Linked DNA regions of Columba livia: region 1 is linked to region 2. A link is a contact called in public Hi-C data. All regions are on one chromosome and are shown on one strand. Each heading gives the region's core, a stretch centred on a gene start, on an enhancer-like site or on the middle of the called end of the contact. The rest is flanking DNA. Distances are from core to core; before and after follow the strand shown.

What was found. Hi-C and Micro-C count contacts between places; a contact is called where the count stands out from the background.
Region 1: a Hi-C map of crop shows a contact between it and region 2, with 1.7 times the contacts expected there. The contact joins two enhancer-like sites. A contact is called at or near these places in 2 of 2 Hi-C or Micro-C datasets (crop and liver).

Annotation. Positions count from the first base shown.
Region 1 is chr4:37,614,852-37,618,131 of bColLiv1.pat.W.v2, reverse strand. The region is part of intron 1 of VEGFC (vascular endothelial growth factor C); the gene reads right to left. Among named protein-coding and RNA genes, the nearest start is that of ASB5, 130 kb to the left of the region's middle. Within about 2 kb of position 1,706, at least 1 of the 3 cell types and tissues checked has an H3K27ac peak away from gene starts, as active enhancers do.
Region 2 is chr4:37,556,039-37,559,654 of bColLiv1.pat.W.v2, reverse strand. All of the region lies in intron 1 of VEGFC (vascular endothelial growth factor C), which reads right to left. Among named protein-coding and RNA genes, the nearest start is that of VEGFC, 130 kb to the right of the region's middle. Within about 2 kb of position 1,729, at least 1 of the 3 cell types and tissues checked has an H3K27ac peak away from gene starts, as active enhancers do.

The DNA of each region.
Region 1 (3,280 bases), core at 457-2,956, 58 kb before region 2:
AGAAGCAGGATACCAAACAGGCTCCATGTCCATTCACAAAATCAAATCTATAATAGATTTTCCGTGCATTACATTATTTGTCTTCCACATGTCCCCAGTGTCTGCCTCTATTATTAATAACAAAGGTCAGAACACTTAATATTTGGCAGCACACTTGACACATAATTGATGGTGCAATGTGCTATAACAGTACTTTACGCATCTGTTGTCAGCTCATTTAATTTTCAAGGATTTTGTTGACAATCCTTAATAGGAAAATGCTGTCCTTAAAACCCTCCATTTTAATACATTTTTATACTGTACTTACTGACTGACTGAAGTGTATAAAAAATCAAGCAGGTAAATTCTAACATTGAAACAGTGTGCAAACAAACAGAAGTATTGCAAAAGAAAAATATGTATAAACACTTCACTTGCATATTTTATTGCAATTTTCATGTATTTCAGCACTAGTTTTTTTGGATGTTGATGTCACTAAAAAAAAATCCTATTTAATATAGTTAATTATTAAATTCAACTTTTTTATCTGCCTCTACAATCATTATAGCCCTGATTTTTATCTCTTATGCATCAGTTTGTCACTAGTAAAACTGAATTACTGTACTCAATTGCAAACTTTTAAGTTACCATTCAATATAGCAGCAAAGCAGTGCCTTATAAAAGTGAAACAGTAACAGTGAGCGTAATTTTTTATTTCACGTTACTTTAAATGAGTAGTAAGAACACTGCAGTTAATTTCAACTAAATCAAAACTTAATGAGAACAACAGAGATTAGAATCAGTCTCTGTGCTCCAAAGAGCTTATAAAGCACATCAAACAAGTTAGAATGGAAGTATAAAATAAATATAATGATCTGAACTATATTATGCTTTAAGCAATCTCTACTCATTCTGACATTTTAAATACTAACACCAGGTAAAAAAGCATGTAAATAAATGGTGGGGAGAAGGGAAGAATGTACAAAGTGGATAGACAAGGGGGAAGAAAACCCAACTGTTTGTGGAGAGGATTTGAAAGAGAATTTGTTAAAATGGAAGAAAAAGACATTGGCTATGAGGATAAGATTAAGACTATGGAAGTTTCACTAGTATAATATTAATGACATTTTTTTCTTTAGTTGGAACATTTTTGGTGAGGAAGATGCATAAACTGCTAGAAAATCATCCTAGGCTTATATTATTTAATATTGCTCTCCTGTTTATGAGTACAAGTATTTAAACTGAAGTAGGTAGTCTAAAATTTCCATGTTAAGTGAAATCTAATTTTTATGCAAATCAGTATTTTTCAGGTAATATTTTATTTAGATATTCTCAGAAAATCCTGAAAAAGCATAGCTAAGATTACAGATTTGCACAAGGGCACTTATGTTTGGTCCTTCAGTCAAACATTTAGCTGCTACAGAGATTCTGAAATGTACTTCTCGGATGGTGCTTATTTCTCAAGTACCTGCATTCCTGAATAGCTCTCAACATTCACTAATAAAATGCCCGTACTTTCATATAGTCAAAGGGAATTACTTATGAAAATACCCTTTTCTTTAATCTGAGTCTGATTTCCCTGGGAAGCAGTGAGAGAAAAAAAATCATTCCTCCCTTTCTAGATCAACTCCCTGCTCTGTTGACCGGTTTCTTTAGAAGTTCTTCTTAGGTGGCCAGTTCTCACAAGTTTCTATAAGCCTGGGCAGTTCAGACATTGCCGTAGGTGACATGGTATCTGATACAGAGATGGTAAGTGCCATGAGAAAATTCCTTATGATCTAGACATGCATACATGTGTGCACAGAAATGAGGAAAAGTGTCAATAAACACCACTCCTGACTATGAAGGAAAGCAGTTTTGAGAATTTACCTTTTTTGAAGCAATTTCACAACTAGATTATAGCAACAGAAAAGGGTTTGTTCTCATGCACTTGAGCCCGATCTTTGAAATTTTACATTGCTCCACAGCAGCAGTCTTCAATTTGTAGTCACAAAATCCTGCAAACTGTTTCTAAGAATACAGCAAGTCATAATTGCAAAACAAATTATGAAAGTCAAGCCCTTTATCAAAAGACTTGATTCACTATTCAGGAGCTCACACTAGATGAGCCTACAAATGAAAGGTCAAAGGCTGCACAGCAGTCATGGAAATTTGCGGGATAAGCATTTGCTGTTTAAGTGCAGCTGCATCTGGATTCTTTAATTGATTCAAAGACTCATACTGAAGCTTCCAGCTAACATTACAAATAGATTGGGAATCAGTAACGATTTGGATTATTGGTGACGAATGGCTTACATCTGATTAAATCCTGGAGACACCAAGCAGTGCAATCTGCACCAGATGAGATTTGTGTATTATTTTCCTGGTCATCCTCAGATGCACTGACGAGCAGTGACAAATGTGAGGATCACTGTGACTGGGTGCATGACCAGAAGAAAAAGGTAACAATTTATAAGTAAAAATAAGGCCAACATTGTGCCGCCTGCAATACAACCACAGCAGCCTGCAAGGTTGTGGTGCCAATCGCATGTGCCCTGAGTAAGAAGCATCTGGGTTGATGCCGCATGGTAGTTCTGTAGAATTTGACGTGTCATAAAAACAATGTGTTTATTTTTAATACTTTCAAGCAACTTTTAACTAACACTGAGGAAGGTGAACCACACAATTCGAAAAACTTAAATACTTAGAAATTCAACTCCAACTTAAAAGTTCTGGTTATAAGATCTTACTCAGAAAATAGCAAAACACCAGCTAGGGATATTTTTTTTTAAAGGTGTGAATATTGCTGGTTTTTAAAGATACCCTTCAACCTTTTGTTTTTCTTTCACAGTCAGATGTATCTCATTAAAATCAGCACAGAAGAATAAACTACCAGGCCTTTATAAGGAGATTGTTTATTTTCAGTCTTTACTGAGCTTTCACTGGTATTATCATTATTTCTATTAGAAACAGCCATTAGCTATGTTGGTGAAATCAAACAAATATGGAGACAGTTTTTGAAGAAAATTATTAACACTGCAATTATCTGTCATCACTTTGGCAGATGTAACACAGGCAGTGAGAATTTAAAGCGCTTCTCAGTATCAACTAGAGATATACTAAGCAGAAAGGTATGGGATAATCCCTTTATTTTAATTTGAATGCCAGCCCATTCTGAGATACTGCTTGAGCACATTATGTGTGCTATGCAAAGGGATCCTAGACCCTAATTAGTGAGAAATAAAAGAGATCTCGCCATGTATCAAGTGATGGGCTTCAAAAAAGCAGTAGGAACAGCTTTAATGTAATGTTTTGTATCCTA
Region 2 (3,616 bases), core at 480-2,979:
CTGCTTATCCTTATAGCTGTAATTTGAATAATCTTCAGTTAGTCCAGTGGTTCTCTGAATGATGATGCCCAACACTGAAAAAGCGTACTTCAAAACTGACCTGTCTTGTGCAGAACACAAAACCCCAACCCATTCTTCTGCATGTACATTCCCATATGGCATTTTCCTATTCAGCAAATTCATGTTCAGCTTGCAATCAGCTGTAACTCTTAAATATTTTTTGACGATTTTCTGTCCAGCCATATGTTCCCTTTCTTGCAGTTGTAGATCTGATGCTTCCAACATAAGCAAGCGCTCACATTTCCCAACAGAACAGTGTCCACTATCTCACTTTTTTCCCCCTAGTGATTTATCAAAACTATTTCCAATTCTAAGCCTACCTGCTTGTGCTGTCCTTTCTAGCTAGATCTGTAAAGCTAAGCTAGTAAAAGTGTGTTCCACCTATGCCACCCTTGATTCTTTGCGGTCAGCAAAAGCATTGTTAGTTACCTATTGCAATGTTTGAGTGAAGGTCAAAACTTCCCTCCCGAGGTGCTGGTTCAGAGTGGAGGGTTTGCTTAAGCCTGTCTTACTGATTCAGTAACAGAAAATGCCAAAATGTGGAGACATTCAGATCTGAGATTCTTTCTTGGGTTCATCTTCTTTTTTCACATAATTGAAGATTAGTTTAAAAGTGATGCAACAGAGGTTTGTGGTTTGGGTTGGGATTTGGTTTAAGTGTGTCAGGACCTTTTGGGGTATGGTTTTTGAGTTTTTTTTACATTGATACACCAGATAGCGAACTTGCGGAACTTGTTGTTACAAGGAGTGGGAGGCAGTGAGCTGTGAGATTTAAAAATAGATCAGACAAATTAGTGGAGATTAGAACCATAAACTCACACAAAATAGAAAAAAAGGGAAAAGAAAAAAAAAGGAGTACGACATTGCATACCTAATTCAATGAATGCAGATACTGGAAATGCGTGAAGGAAATGGGCCATGGAAGCAGACAGTCTTATGAGCTCCCGCTAAATGGGATGTTCAATTGCAACTGCTGGAGACAGAAATCTAGATAGACAGTCTAGACAGATGGTTTGTGTGAGCCAATAGGACAGTTCTTATATTTTGAGGGAAACTGAATCAATTTCTCATTGATTCAGGTCCAAACCACAAAGTAAATTTGTTCTTGTGTTTTAGACTCGTGTTCAGATCCCGTATACTTAGTCATAACTAAAAACCTTATTTTTACACATCATGATTGCATCAGAAGTTAGTCCAACAGATAGGGCTGGAAGGAAGCACACAGGAAATCCAATCTGTAAAATATTCTTTATAAACTACAACGAAATGAATAAAGAGTGCTGTTGCCATCACCATTGAAACTAGATTTAATCATTCTGCCTTAAAAAGAAAAACAAACAAACAGATACCAGTGTATCTGTTTAGGGGATATATATCACAGAGAAAGTTAGGCAGCAGATTTTTTAAATTATTTTTTTAAACAAATGATAAAACAATGCAAAACAACAAACTTACATACCAATTTTTGGTCTGGAAGTTACCGTTACTAGTAGTTTGAATTGGCACCATGCATTACTTGGTTACTAAGGTTTTGTACTCTGCTAAACAATTTCTTAATAAAAAGCATAACATTTTCCCTTCATAAAGCTGTACATTTTCTCTTAAATCTAAAGTGGTATTGTTGCTATCAGACCTAAGGATACATCCTGGGCACAAAAAATCGGAAGGATAAGGAGCCACTGTCTGTATGAATTCAAAATTCAATTCCTAACCTTTTCATTTTCCAAAAGCTGCGGAAAAAAAAAAAAAAAAAAAAAAAGGCAGTAACAAAGAACTAAAGAACAAAGTTGCATTGATATGCAGATTGCATCAGAGGCCACAAATAATTCCTTGTTTCACCATCTGGCCAAGAAATTTCATTTTCCTTAGCACTCAACACTGGGTGACACAGATCCTAGTTCCCTGTGATACTGTAAATGCCGTACTAATTTCCCCCCCTTATCATTAATGAATTTATGTAATAAGAGACATTCTTAGACCAGTTCTTGACTGTTTCTTCCTTTCAGCACAACTTGTTAATCTTTCTCCTTTGGCCAGTCTCTTGACTTTCAACACTTCAGGCTGGAGTAGGCAGCTGACGCACACAACATGGAACCAGACCATCGCTGGGCAAAGCAGCCTTCAGTACATCACGTCCATCGTCCTTCTGGTAGCTTATCTCTTTGGAACTTGAATTTAAGCAGCTACCACTGATCTAAAAAGCGGGTAGCATGCTGGGCCTAATCTATTTTTAAAATTCCTATCCCATCACAAACCTACAGCTATACTCCGCAGGGACACTTCAACTAATCTGTCCCAGCATAGAACTCTTGAGTGCAAAGGGTAGAGCAACAGACCATTTTCACTAGCAGGTTCCAGCTGGGTAACTCAACCTAATCTTCTCTATTGATAATGAATATAAGCCTGAGTGCATTCAAAACTAAAAACAACCCTAGCTCCTTAGTAAGGCTCCCTGCAGCAATGGCATCTTCCCAGGGCAACTAGCTGACCCTGATAGAGAAGGAGGAGGTAGAGAGACAAGCATATAAAATAATAAAGCTAAAATTTGCAGATGTTTATTAAAAAGATAGGCTCCAAAGTGCGGTATATTACATTAAAATAATTTTCAGAGATACACAGAAGTCCCCTTTGCTTTTTCTGCTTTAAAATTTTGAGTGTTCAAAAAGCCAGCTTTGTCATCACTTTTTGGAGCCAGATTTTGTTTTTACTCCCAAACCCAGCAGGTTAGTCATAATTGTGTTCTAGTCCCTTTCTATAACTAGAGCCACTCACAGCTGACTCACCTAAATAAGTGAGTAAATAACTCACCTGGTCATATTTCCATCTTATTTTTCAGTTCCCTTGAGATGGGACCAGTCAGGAGCAGCCCCTGTACTGTGGAAGGACTGTGGGGTGGTGCTGGGTTCAGAGCTGCCCCAGCCATGGAGGTTACAGAGGAGGTCAGACTGTCAGAGAACCTGGTAAAGCTCAGTGAACCCAAACTACATGGCACTGCTGCTGTCTGCTACAAAGACAGCCACAAAAGAGATGGTACAAACTATGCTATAGTAAAAGCTTTTTTTTTTTTTTTTTTCCTTCTTAAGAGGGATTGCAGGTAGAAGGCACCTGTACCACACACTGTTTGCTCTTGGGTTACTCCTAGTAAGTCTTTAATTCTAATCTCTTACGATGAAAACAGATGTTTACTGCTGGATCTTCGGAGTTCTAGTATTCTAGATGGTAAAATAAAATTTAAAATAATCTAAAGGAATATCTGTTTCCACACAGCTCTGAAATGAGTGTTATATTCACCTGATAGGCTAAAGTTTATAGTCCACAGTTTTGCACTGAAATCTTCAAAGCAGCCAGAGGGAATTAAGAGCAATTATTAATGGTAATTATATCCTTTTACATTTTAATAGGCTTCTTTCAAATAAAATCTGTTTTTCTATAAGTGATTTTTCCTTGCATTTATTCACGTATATTGATGTTCTATCCAAAAAGGATAAGACTCTTTTTCAGCCAAATGCAAAAGAAATGTATTCGCATAGTGACATTAATAGCAAGCTGTTAATAT